Regions from separate parts of the Mus musculus genome. Here region 1 is linked to region 2. A link is a contact called in public promoter capture Hi-C data. All regions are on one chromosome and are shown on one strand. The core of a region is the stretch at or near the end of the contact, and the rest is flanking DNA. Distances in the headings are between cores, read along the strand shown.

Evidence for each region. Promoter capture Hi-C pulls out the DNA fragments that hold promoters and counts their contacts.
Region 1: a promoter capture Hi-C map of hippocampal neurons shows a contact between it and region 2, with 4 times the contacts expected there. The contact joins the promoter of Irx6 here to the enhancer-like site in region 2. A contact is called at or near these places in 4 of 39 promoter capture datasets (the 3T3-L1 cell line, the C10 cell line, frontonasal cranial neural crest and 1 more), 1 of 115 datasets of contacts at active chromatin or transcription factors (embryonic hindbrain) and 1 of 9 other capture datasets (liver).

The regions. Positions count from the first base shown.
Region 1 is chr8:92,672,318-92,678,217 of GRCm38.p6, forward strand. It overlaps Irx6 (Iroquois homeobox 6), which reads left to right and starts at 1,972. Exons shown (of 6, transcript NM_022428.3): 1 at 1,972-2,762; 2 at 3,737-3,985; 3 at 4,626-4,735; 4 at 4,894-5,198; 5 at 5,898-5,900. The coding sequence starts at 2,718.
Region 2 is chr8:91,902,824-91,908,790 of GRCm38.p6, forward strand. No RefSeq gene overlaps it. Among named protein-coding and RNA genes, the nearest start is that of Gm36670, 86 kb to the right of the region's middle. Within about 2 kb of position 4,593, at least 5 of the 459 cell types and tissues checked have an H3K27ac peak or open chromatin away from gene starts, as enhancers often do.

The DNA.
Region 1 (5,900 bases), core at 722-3,221, 770 kb after region 2:
TCTTCTTCCCGATTTGTTTTCCCACTAATTTTTGAGTTTCCTTTTCCAAATTCTGTTGGCTCTCTCACATCATAGAGCAAAGACAAGAGGTAGGCCCAGAGCCCCTGCACATAGCATTGACACCCCGGAGGTCTTATAAATCACTGGGAAAATCAATAAATCCTATAAGGTAGTTTCTACTTTGCAATATCACCAAGGGACAGGGCTAATGCTTTTTTTTTTTTTTACACCACCATCCCCATTTGTCTGTCAAAAAAATTTTCCTCTGCTTAGGGAGGAATAAGCAATCAAATTTGCTGAGTAAGTATTTCAACTATCTAATTTTATTACTTTACAATTGACATACCTTCCCTCTGGAAATGTTTGCAATTAATTAATTAGTAGTAATCTTTCCCAAGGGACTAACTTAATGAATCCTTTCCAATTCCCACTTTAAAAAAGAGGGAGAGAGCTTAGCAACATCCAAGCTATAAGGGGGTGATTGCTCCAAAGTGGGTTTTGAGAAATCAAGGGATCTATTTATTACCGTGACTTTTTACCACTACGTCAATCTGGCAACGACTATAATTCTTTTTCTTACAAGGACGCTCCCAGTTTAAAAGCAAGGTTTCACCAAGGTAACCATGGCCTGTGGCAGCAGCTGGATTTGTAGACTCATCTGTGGTTTGTGCCCTCTTTAAGCTCCTTGTCTATTAAACATAAACTGTGAGAGGTGAGCAGATGCTGAGCCTAGAGTGCCATTCTAAAGAGGTCACTGGGTGTGGCTTGCCAAGTCAGAGGCCAGAGGCAAACTTGTGGAGGGACTTCCTGCCTGGGCCCCCAACCTTGCCTCTTTCTCCTGGCAAGAACTGAGAGCTCTCAGTATCCCCTGGATCACACCGTCTCGAGTTTCAATAGAAAAATAAAACATTGTCCCTGAACAAACTCCGGAACCCCTAGAGGAGGTATAGTAAAGATCTAGGACCGTCCAAGACCTGTCAAGTGCACTAGCGCTGTGACAGGGCGACTGAAAGGTAAGGCTTTCTGAATTGCAAACCCCACCTGGTGCCGCAGCAGCGCCACCTAAGACCTTTCATCGCCAGTCTGCAAGCCCCTCCTGATCCTTAGACATGTCTTCGGAATGGTGTCAGCCTGTAAGTGTGCAAAATCTATAGCACTTGCTAACTGGCCACCCCTGTCCGGAAGTCTTGCAAGCAACCCCCTGTTTCCAGAGGCATCGGTGCTTTTTTTTGAAAAGCCAGCGAAGGAGTTTATTACACCATTGGGCCCAGCTGAGTGTCCCTGGCGCTACTCCCTCCGGAGCTCTCCTCTACGGCTCGCCAGCGCCACCCCAAGAGGAGTGCAGAGGTAGCCCTGGGGCCGTGAAGCCTTCGCCCCGCTTTCGGGCTTGGGGCGGACACCGCTGGCGGCACTCGGGAAGGAGCCAAGCCTGGCCTCTGGCGGAGATGGCCCAGACTCTTGGCTGGCAGCCTACAGATGCAAGGGATCAGACTTGGTGCGTGTATGGGAGCTCTCTTACAGAGGCTGCACCTCGATCTGGAGGGGGCGCTCGTCGGTCTAGCCCAGGGCCAGACCTCTGCAGAGACGCCCAAGAGGTCAAGGACCTGGCCAGGGCTGGGATTAGCCAACGATTTGGGGAAACTGAGACCCAAGCCACATCCCCAAGGACACAGATGGGCTGCCCGGGGGGCTTGATCAAAGCTGCTGGAGCTGGTCCAACCCTAAGAGCTCCCGGGACGGAGGGGCCAACAAACTTTGATGCAGAGGAGAGGCGGAGATGGGTTGTAGTTGGAGGCTGGTCCTGCGAGCCCCTGCTCTCCTCCACCTGCTCCGGCTCTGCCTCCTCCCAGCCCTCGCCCACCCCACTCCCCCCACCCCCCACCCCCGCCATCAGACTCCTCAGCTCTCCTCTCCCTCCTTTTTCTCCCCCCTTGCCTGCCTCCCCCAGTTTCCTCTGGGCTCTTCTTTTGTATTCTCTCCTCCCTCGCCGCCCCGCTTGCCTCTTGCCTCCTCGGGGGCCGCAGGGGAGGAGGCGAGCACGCTGCACCCTGGGCCCGCACGGCTCGCCGGGAGGCGTATTTCCCACTTCTCCCGGGGAATTTGGAGAGGGTCTGTGTGCGCGCGCGCGCGTGAGCTGCAGGCGAAAGAGGGTAGGATCTAGCGGCGAGTCGAGGGTCAGGGTCTTTGACGTTTCTCGCCCGTTGCACAAACCTCGCAGAGCAAGAACGAGTGTATCCGAGAGTGCGTGCATGTACACGGGCTGGCTGCCCTTGGCACACTCGGTGGCCCGGGGCCCCGGGGCCCGCGGTCCCCTCTGGCGGCCGGGGATTACCGTGACGTCACGTTGAGCCTCTGGCCACCTTGGACTGGGACACCTCGGGAACCTCACAGCCCGACGCTGCGCTGTACCTCACCTTGCCCCTGCGCGCCTTTGGCACCCTACTCCTTCTTCCTAATTCTGCCGCCGATCCATGGGCCCCTCTGCCTTCTGGAACCCACAGGCCGTAGGGGTGCCTTACCAATCGCAGAACTCGGCAGCCCCTCTGCCTTTGATTCTGCCTCCCGTCTCTCCCCTCCTGCCAACGAACTGGCGGCCAGCTCCTGCAGCCCTGTAAGAAAACCAGACGCTGCGCTGCGCTGCTGGGGTCATCGAATCACAGAGCTGAGCAAGGGACTCGAAAGGAAAGAGGGACTCAAGTCCCTGAAGACGCCCTGCTATGGCCTTTTCACCTTTTGGACACCCGTATGGCAGCACATCCCAGGTGAGTAGAGTTAGGGGGTGGGGGTGGCAGAGGCAGGCTAGAGGGATGCCCAGTAATCCCCGAGCTTCCTCTTCTCCTTGACCCAAGGGAAGTCAGAAAGAGCACGGACCGGGAAATGTGCCACAGCACCCGCTGACATCCTGATGCCAGTCTGAGAGCTTTCACTCTTTGAGTGCCACCTGAAACGCACTCTGTGTGCGAGGTGGGTGGGATCTGAGGGAACTTGTAGTCAGGGTTACCCTTGGACAGATTCGGTGGCCAGGGTACTCTCAGGAGAAAACAAAAGGACTTCAGCGCATTGGCACTGCACTGCTCATTTGTTGACCTCTGCTCCGATCCCAAATCCCACTCTTTTCTAAGCTCTCTACTTCAGCTTCCCTCCAGTTTCCAAACCAGGGCGTTGTGCAGTGGTGAGGCTTTCCTTGGAGAAGTCTGAGAATGCCCATCACTGTTCTCCATTATCTCCAAAATAGTCACACACACACACACACACACACACACACACACACACACACACACACACCCCTCTTGGCACTCAGTGTCAGGTTGACCTTTGACCTGCTGTGGGATCCTGGACCGGTCTACTCTGACCGTGAGTGGATTCCCTTTTAGTACAGTGGGGACAGGAATGACATGTTGGTGATGGTCTTGAAGGCTAACTTTTAATTCTGCCTTTGTAGAATCCCAGAAGGGGGAGAGACAAGGATTTGGTCTTATTTCCAAAGTTCCCCAGGACTGCGGAGCCCTAGCAATGTCCTGGGGGCATCTATAAGAGCAATTTGGGTAAATTGTCATCGAGAAATCCCTATGCCAGTGCTCAGCAGGGAGATTCTGCACCTGGTGGTATTTGGTTAGTAGAACAAGGAATAAAGGCATCAGGCAGCTTCCTTGCATAATCTCCTCTGGCTGCAGCCAGTCGATGGACCCTCTAGATTTTAAACTTTTAATGACTGACTCCTTTCCTGTTCTTGTAGTTTCTGGTGTCTGCAAGTTCCAGTGCCACTTGCTGCGAAACGGCCCCTCGGCCAGTGTCAGATGTGGCCTCAGCCTCCACCTCTGCCTCTACTCTTTGCTGTACACCCTATGACAGTCGGCTGCTGGGCAGTGCTCGGCCAGAGCTGGGAGCTGCCTTGGGCATCTATGGAGCACCCTATGCAGCTGCCCAGAGTTACCCTGGGTACCTGACCTATGGCCCAGAGCCACCCACACTGTGTGGCGCACTGGTAAGTAATGGAATGGGGCCTGGGACTCTTTGGCGAATATTGGGACTTGGGAGTATAGACAATCAGCATAGATGAGCTCTACTGTGACCTTGTCTGGGGACAAGCTAAATGGGACAGACAATGCTGAGGAAACAGCATAGTGAATAAGGACAAATCCTAGTTCAGAGCACTTTGCAGTTTGTAGAACTCCACACTGCTTAGGAAACATTTGTACTTCTTATACTTCATTAAGGTAGGTAAATCAACATGATTCTTGACTTTCAGGTGGGTAGTTGAGGTGCAGAGGTGTTCAAGTAATTTACCCAAATCACAAGCATGCATGCCAAGAGTCAGGGATATTTCTCCCATGATGATGCTGGGGAGGGCTATATGTGGTGAGGGACTCAGAAGCTGCAGCCATTGTGGTACTGATACTCAGTCACTGATTATTCTGTTTCTAGGATTCTACCAAGTACTCTGCCAGTATGACTGCCTTCCTTGCCTCAGTCTTAGTAAGGGAGAAACTGAGGCATAGAAATTAAAAAGCTATGCCCAGCATGGCATAGCAAATTCAAGGGGGTGGTGCTGGGGTATTGATCCCACATGGGTAACTATATCCTTCTCCTGTGTAGTCCTGACTCTTCTTTTCCTCTCCCACCAGAATCCTCAGTATGAGTTCAAGGATGCTGCAGGAAGCTTTGCCCCCAGCCTGACCCAGCCAGGGGCCTACTACCCCTATGAAACAACTCTGGGGCAGTATCAATACGACAGGTGAGAAATTTCGGACAGTGGTAGCTGGCTTCCTTTGGTCATCCCTCATCCCTGTGGATGAAGGGGAAGAAGTGTAACTACATTTCCGGGCCCCTGACCTTTCTGCTGGCCAAGCCTCTGGTTCCCCGCCTGGAATCTGAGCCCCTGTTTGCCCACAGGTATGGCGGAGTGGAATTGAGCAGTGCTGGCCGCAGGAAGAATGCCACAAGGGAGAGCACCAGCGCACTGAAGGCCTGGCTCCACGAGCACCGCAAGAACCCGTACCCCACCAAGGGCGAGAAGATCATGCTGGCCATCATCACCAAGATGACCCTCACCCAGGTGTCCACCTGGTTCGCCAACGCGCGCCGGCGCCTCAAGAAGGAGAACAAGATGACATGGGCGCCCAAGAACAAGGGAGGGGAGGAGAGGAAAGCAGACAGTGGAGAAGACTCTCTGGGATGCCTGAATGGTGACACCAAAGGTACAAACAAGTCACCAGCCCACCTGGTGGGCCTCCTTATGACATTAAACATAAGATCCAAAGCCATCTGTGCTACTACAGATTCTTTTAAAAAAGATGTTCCACCTACCCTTTCCCTGGGTGGCAGTGCAAACCCCAGGGCCTTTGCACTGGTGCCTCACAGGAAATGGGGTACCTCCAGCTCCAATGCTTCTCTCAGAAAGACTCCCCTGCCCCCTTCGGGTTCGGTTTTGCTCAGTTCCCATATTCTGCACTTTGTCCCCGTCTACCCCTCTAGAAGGTCATCTCCCCTGGAAGACGGTTGCTTTACTGCTGTAGTTGCTAAATGTTTCATGTGGAAACGATGCTCTGCACGCGTAAATATTTGCTGGATTAAATACCATGACACCAAGTCATCCGTGGGTGCTGAAGTTGAAAGAAAAACGTCCCTCCTCTTTTTATAACCTAGAGACTCCCAGCAGTGCAAAGTAACCTTCCCTTGGCTTAGCTGGGTCCAGGAGATCTGAGAGGAGGGGCAGGCCGGGCAGTGAGGGCAGTTCTTCCCCTGGGGCAGACAGACAGCCTTGGAGCTTGGGAGAGGGACAGAATGGTGAGAGAATGCTGAAGTGCCGAGCGCATCTTGCTAAAAGCCTCTCTGGGTAGGACTCTGAGTTTCCCTAGGGTGCTAGGCTTTTCTCACTCGCTCTTGGTTTCCTACAGATG
Region 2 (5,967 bases), core at 3,343-5,842:
GAGCTTTCTCTCATCTGGAAGCTCAAAGAAGAGAGCATCATGGTGGGGAGGTCAAAGCAATGAGCTTGAAGCAGGTGGCTGTGCTCCACCCACTGTAAGAAGAAAACAAATGCACATATGGGCGTGCTCACTTTCTCTCCTTCTAAATTTGTGTGTTTGTTATTATTGCAATTATTTATTTGCTCTGTATGCAAGTGTGTGTGTGCTTGTGTGCCTTTGTCCATTGAGCCATCTTACCTGGGCCCTTTCTCTGCTCTTACAAAGACCTGGATTCTCTGCCTAAGGAATGTTGTCACCCACAGTGGGCAGGTCTTCCCATGTCAATTGACTGGGTTAAGTAGATCCCTCACAGACATACTCATAGGCCAACCTAATCCAGAAAGTTATTGTTGAGACTCATTTGCCTCGTGATTAGATGACAACTGAAGTTGACCATCACACCTTTGAGGTGCATATTTCTTGATTGGAAGTCTGTTGAGGCTCGTGTGGCTTTGAGGGCAGATTTGTTCCCAGGATGGAGATGTCCAGTGATCTCCTCACTTTGTTTGGGCTGCAGACCAGGTGACAAAACCCTTTTCCAGCTTTTTCACAAATTCAACAGTCCTGGAGCTCCTGAGAGTGATCTTGGGTGTGTCCTCTCCCAGGGTGTTCTCCCTGGAATGGCCCCATGAGCATGGCTACCTCACTCTGTCTTGGAGACAGCTTACCCTTAGCTTCATGGCACCTCATTATAAACTGTCTTGATGTTAACTTATTCTCATTAGAAGAAAAGATGAAAGCAATAAGAATAAACATGTAATGTGAATGCAGGATGGATTCTGTCTTTAGATCAACTAAGTTGTAAAATATATTTCAGAAGGTTTTTTTTTAATGGAGGAGAGGTCCCCAAGAAAAAGTGCCTCAGATCACAAATAACATCATTAACGGCTTTGTCTACACTCCCACCCTGAAAGGCAGCAAGGAGAAGGTTCCTTAGGAAGGCTTGGTAGAGTTGCTGCCAAAGTCAGTGGATGAGCCTGGATTGTCCGGGACTATGCAGAGGGTGGTATCCATGTGCTCTGGCTCAGTTGCCTTTCTCATGTGGAGATGGACAATGGGGGTGAGGATGGACCACAGGTCTGAGGCTATTACTTTGGAATGGATTTATGGTTTGACCTAGTAGAGACTTGAACCCAAGGCAGAAGCTTAATATTGGCTGAAGATCTGCCTAATCCTTGCATGACAACCAGCCTAAGGTGCAAACACAGTTATTGAATAGTAGCAGGTCCTTCCTCGAACTATGCCCTGAATTTTTATAAGCAGGCACAGGGTTATGGCCTACTTCTACACTTCTTGACCCCCAACCCCACTATCTAAACAGGGCTATTATTTCCTCTACTCACCTGGCACACAGCTCTATAGGAAGGATGCTCTCATCAATATATAGACAGACACTGAAGCTCAAGCACTGCAAAGTCTAGAAAGCTAGGGAGCAATTTAGCCTGCACATCTAGTATTTAGGGGGACACAGGGAGAGGCAGGAAGCTCAAGTGTTTGAAGCTAGCCTGGGCCACATAGCAAGACTCTGTCCCCAGACCAAACAGACAAGAAAGGAAAGAAGGAAGGAAGAGAAAAAGAAAGGGAAGTAGTAAAGGGGGAAGAGAAGGGTAGAGTGAGAGAAGATAAAACACAGGAAAGAGGAAGTGAAGAAGGAAGGGAAAGAATGGTGAGGGAAGGAGAAAGGAAAGAGATGGAGTCCCGGCTCAGGGGATACTGAGGGTTCTCTGTCCCTCACATCCCTGCTCCCAGCTAGAGAGAAGGCCTGAGGTGGGGCTGTTCCTCCTTGGAATCAGCCTCATATTCCTCCATTGTCTTCCAAGTAAGGCTCAATGTGGAATCCTGGCAGTCAATGAGACAATGCTCGAGGGGTGCATGGCACTGTGTGGCACTTGTTTTCAGATCATACACAAATACCTAAGTAAACATGCTCAGTGTGTACCCCAGCCCCAGGGTGATTTCCCAAGTCTAACCACCAGAGGAAAACTCTTCCCAGTGAGGAAATAGTAAGAAAATAGTGGTCCAGCTGGACAAGAACACACACAACTAGCAGACAAAACTCCAGTGTTGACTGCTGTAAGCGAGAGAGTGTGGATCTCGGGCTCTCTGGCTTTGAGTTAACAGAGCAGTGAGTCGGGTTTTATAGTTCATGGTTTTAGTTTCTTTTCCTGTAGACAAGGATTCTGTAGGATTCAAGGTTATACTTTCAGTGTGCTCTGCCAAACTGTGGGTAGAGGCGTGGCACACTGGGATGATCCAAGGCACGTGTGTCTTGCCATGAGCTGCTAGACAGGGTGGGGAAGGACATTTTTGGACTGGAGATAACGATGGGGATCTTGGGCTAAGAACTGGGAGTCCTTGGTGCCTAATTCCACTGGGGACCAACCCCAGACTGCTGGGCCTCCCAAGTAATGAGATACAAATCCATTTAATTGAATGTGGTTCTTAATTGCCAGAATTACCTGTAACATTAGCTTTCACGGCTGTGCCCTCTCTTGGGGCTGGTGCCAGTTCTCTGGGGTACACTGGGTCCCGGGGAGCCCAGCCCTGGTGAATTGGGCTGTCAGCCTAATAGCTCATTTTGTAATGAGGTTCTGTAACCAGAAAGAGGTATGTGTAGAGGGATGGGGAGTCCACATTGTGCTATCCAACCCTGTCAACTGGAATGGCTTCTCTTCTCAGGAGCACCCTACCAGCCACTCTAGACTCTTCCTCAAGAAGTCTATCCTGATTAAAATGTTGAAGAAATCATAGTTGTGTTGGAACCAAAAAGACTAGAAAGTCAGGGCTAATGCCAGTGGTTTTGTTAGACTTCTACCACAGAGCATCAAAGTTCGACCAATCAGGTAACAGTGTCACCATGAATCGGTAGTAACAGGAAGACGCAGGGCATGACCCCAATCCAGAGGAAGTTGTGGAAGCTCAGGACCTGTCCTTGTGCCTCAGATGACCTGACTTCAGAGACTAGCATAACAAAAGAATTAAATGTTCAGATAAAGGAATAGAATTTAGTGGAAGAGTGCCTCTCCAGCATAGGGGACAGGTTTGACCTAAAGCAACACACACACATGCACACACACACATGCATCCTTGCAAACACACAAGATCAAAATAAAGAAAATAATAATTCAGATTCATTAACTACCAAGGAAATGCAACACAACAGTGTGTTTACCCATCAGAGTGCAACTGATTTTAATTTTCAATAGTTTAACATTGCATGATGTGGAAAAAAAAACCTTTTATTTATCTTTTGCTGTCATGAAGGATTGAAACAGGCCTTAGACACGCCATGCAATTACTGCACCACTGCACTTTGTCCCTCATTGCCAGCATTTTCCTACTTCTTTCTTATTCCAGGGAAGAGAAATTTAACTGAGAAAAATCTGGCAGGAGTTCTAAAATTAAAAGTGAAACTGGTCCAATGATTCTACCTCCAGTCACTTCCCTACAGAATACTTGAACATGAACCAAGGCCAGTCCGCAGAGATGTTCCTGACAGCAAGTGTCGTGTGCGGTGGGAAGAGCCCAACAGTAAGGAATAGAGCAACAAACAGTATCAGGGTAGCCATCGTCCCTTGGGGTAGCTTTCACTTTTGCAGGATTCATTCAGGTCCCAGATCCGCTCATGTCAACGTGGCCTGTCAGTCATGACTAAGGATTATGCAATGGCTAGTGGATTGTCAGCTCTATTACTCTTATCATCAGCTCTGAGACGCACTTCTTGATGTCTCTGAGGGAGTTTCGAGAGAGGTTTAACTGTAGAGAGGGGCTCTACCATGAATGTGGGTGGCACCATCTCATGTCTTGGGTCCTGAAATGAATAATGAGAAAAAGTGCCAGCCTCCTGGGGTCAGCCAGCTGAGAGTGATCCACAGTTGTGGGTTTGTCCCCTGGGGGCCGTTACTTGGTCCCAGACTCTTGTTCCTGTGGAATGTCCCTTGATAGGACTTAGTGTGATACTGGGAATATTGACACTATTCCTGATGTTGGCAATGGGAGCCCTCGCCTCACCCTCGATGTCTGAAGCAGAAACGAGGAAAGGGGGAAGAGTGTATGCTGCCATTTGCATCAGGGAGTCGGGGTGGGAAGAACAGGGGGCCAGAGACAGAAGCCAAAGGAAATGGAGGGTACTGCAGGTACAGTTCGAGCACACTCCAACACGACAATGTCCATTTACAATGCCACTGCTGGGCAGAACTCCGAGAGACAGGGTTCTCAGCCTCTGCTGTTTGCACTGGGTGCATAGAGTCAAGCTCAACACAGATCTTTGTCTTCAGCCTCTAGATTGTCACAAGGAAACATCTTACCACACAGGAACAGAGCTAATCGGAAATGGAAATCACTGGTTCTGTAGAAAATGTGGGGGTTTAGGGTTTGCAAGTGCAAGTGAGGTCGAGTCTCTCGGAATGATCCTTAAGGCTTGGGCTCAAAGCGCCAGCCGGCCTGGTGGAGTGGATTGCAAACAAAGTTGCAGACAAGTGGCCCTGGCTACGGAAAGTGGCTACCAAGGCTCGGGAGGCCTCTTGAGGAGGAAAGCAGAGTTCTGCTCAAGTGTCTTCTCACCAGCCTGCTGTTTACTGGAGCATACTGGGAATGCCACTACGTTATGTATGCTCTCTTATGATTTTACAGGGTTATCAGCACTTTGAATAAGCACATACCTGATACTTTAGATGGTATAAACATTTGGCAAATGGGTGCTGGAACAATTTCACTTCTTTTTATTTTTTTTCAAAATAGAGACATGAATTAAGCTCTTCTGATTCATTAGTATGAGCATTTGTTAATTAATTAAGGAAAGAAGTCATCAGACTTAAGAGCAATTTAGCTCTTTTTCACAATTGGGTGGAAACATTTTGGTGAGGTCCTGCTCTTTCTGAGGTCTCATCCTGGCTGTGCCCAAGCGCTATCAATGTTCTTGAGAGGAGCCGGCTCATTTTGAGACAGTCTTGATCTTCCGTCCAGGCTGGCCTTGAACTCTTGATCCATCTTTCTCAGCCTACAGAATGTTGGGATTTCAGACTGGAATGCCCTAGGACACACAGAGGGGCTGGTATTCACACAAGTCTGTGAACACTAGGGTTTACCTGATGGACAAGAGAGAAAGGAACCCTTTGGCAGAGGGCAGGACAGAAGCAGAAGCTTAAAGCCAAGCAGGTGGCTTGGAGGTGCAGGTCAGAAGGGGTGACAAATGTCACAGGAAAACTCTGCAAAAACTGAGTAGAGACAGGTCTGAGAGCCATAGTGAGAGGTTTGGACTCTGCCCACAGGCAAAGCTTTCACTAGGGAAAACAGGTGCGACCCAGCTCTTGGAGCCGTTGTTACAGCAGGATGGGCACCCCAGCAGCCTGGAGCACCCCAGTCATGGTGCTCCCACACTGAGGGACATCAGCCCCAAGTGCTGCATCCTAAGTTGTCATAGTCCAGCTAATAAGAGCCAAAGCATAGACTTGGGCTCAGCCTTACGCTCAGCTGGTGCACCATGTGGCCTCTCCTTAGCCTGCCTCACATCACCAGGCTTTTCCTTACCTTCTGGGAGGGATAAGTGGTTTTTAACTTTTGCGTATTGGAATACGCCTATTTGAAAAGACAACTTCGGGTCATTACTGTCATTTAAGAAGTGAATGTTTTCCATCACCCCTATCAAATGCAAATCTGAGGTGGAGGAGGCATCAAGAGAAAGGGCCTGGTTACAGAACCAAAGTAAGCCTTGAGCTTCCTATGCAACCAGTGTGGCTCTAATGTGCCACCCGCTTGCCTCGGCCTTCCAAATGGTTGGATCATAGCCAGGTGCCTCAGCAAAACTCTAACTATAAATACATTTTGTCCATAAGAGACTCAAGGATGTGAATAAAGGCCAGACGAGGAGGAGGGCACATGGGGGGGGGGTGGCCACACCTTAGGGGTTTTGGCCACAGGGTGATATAG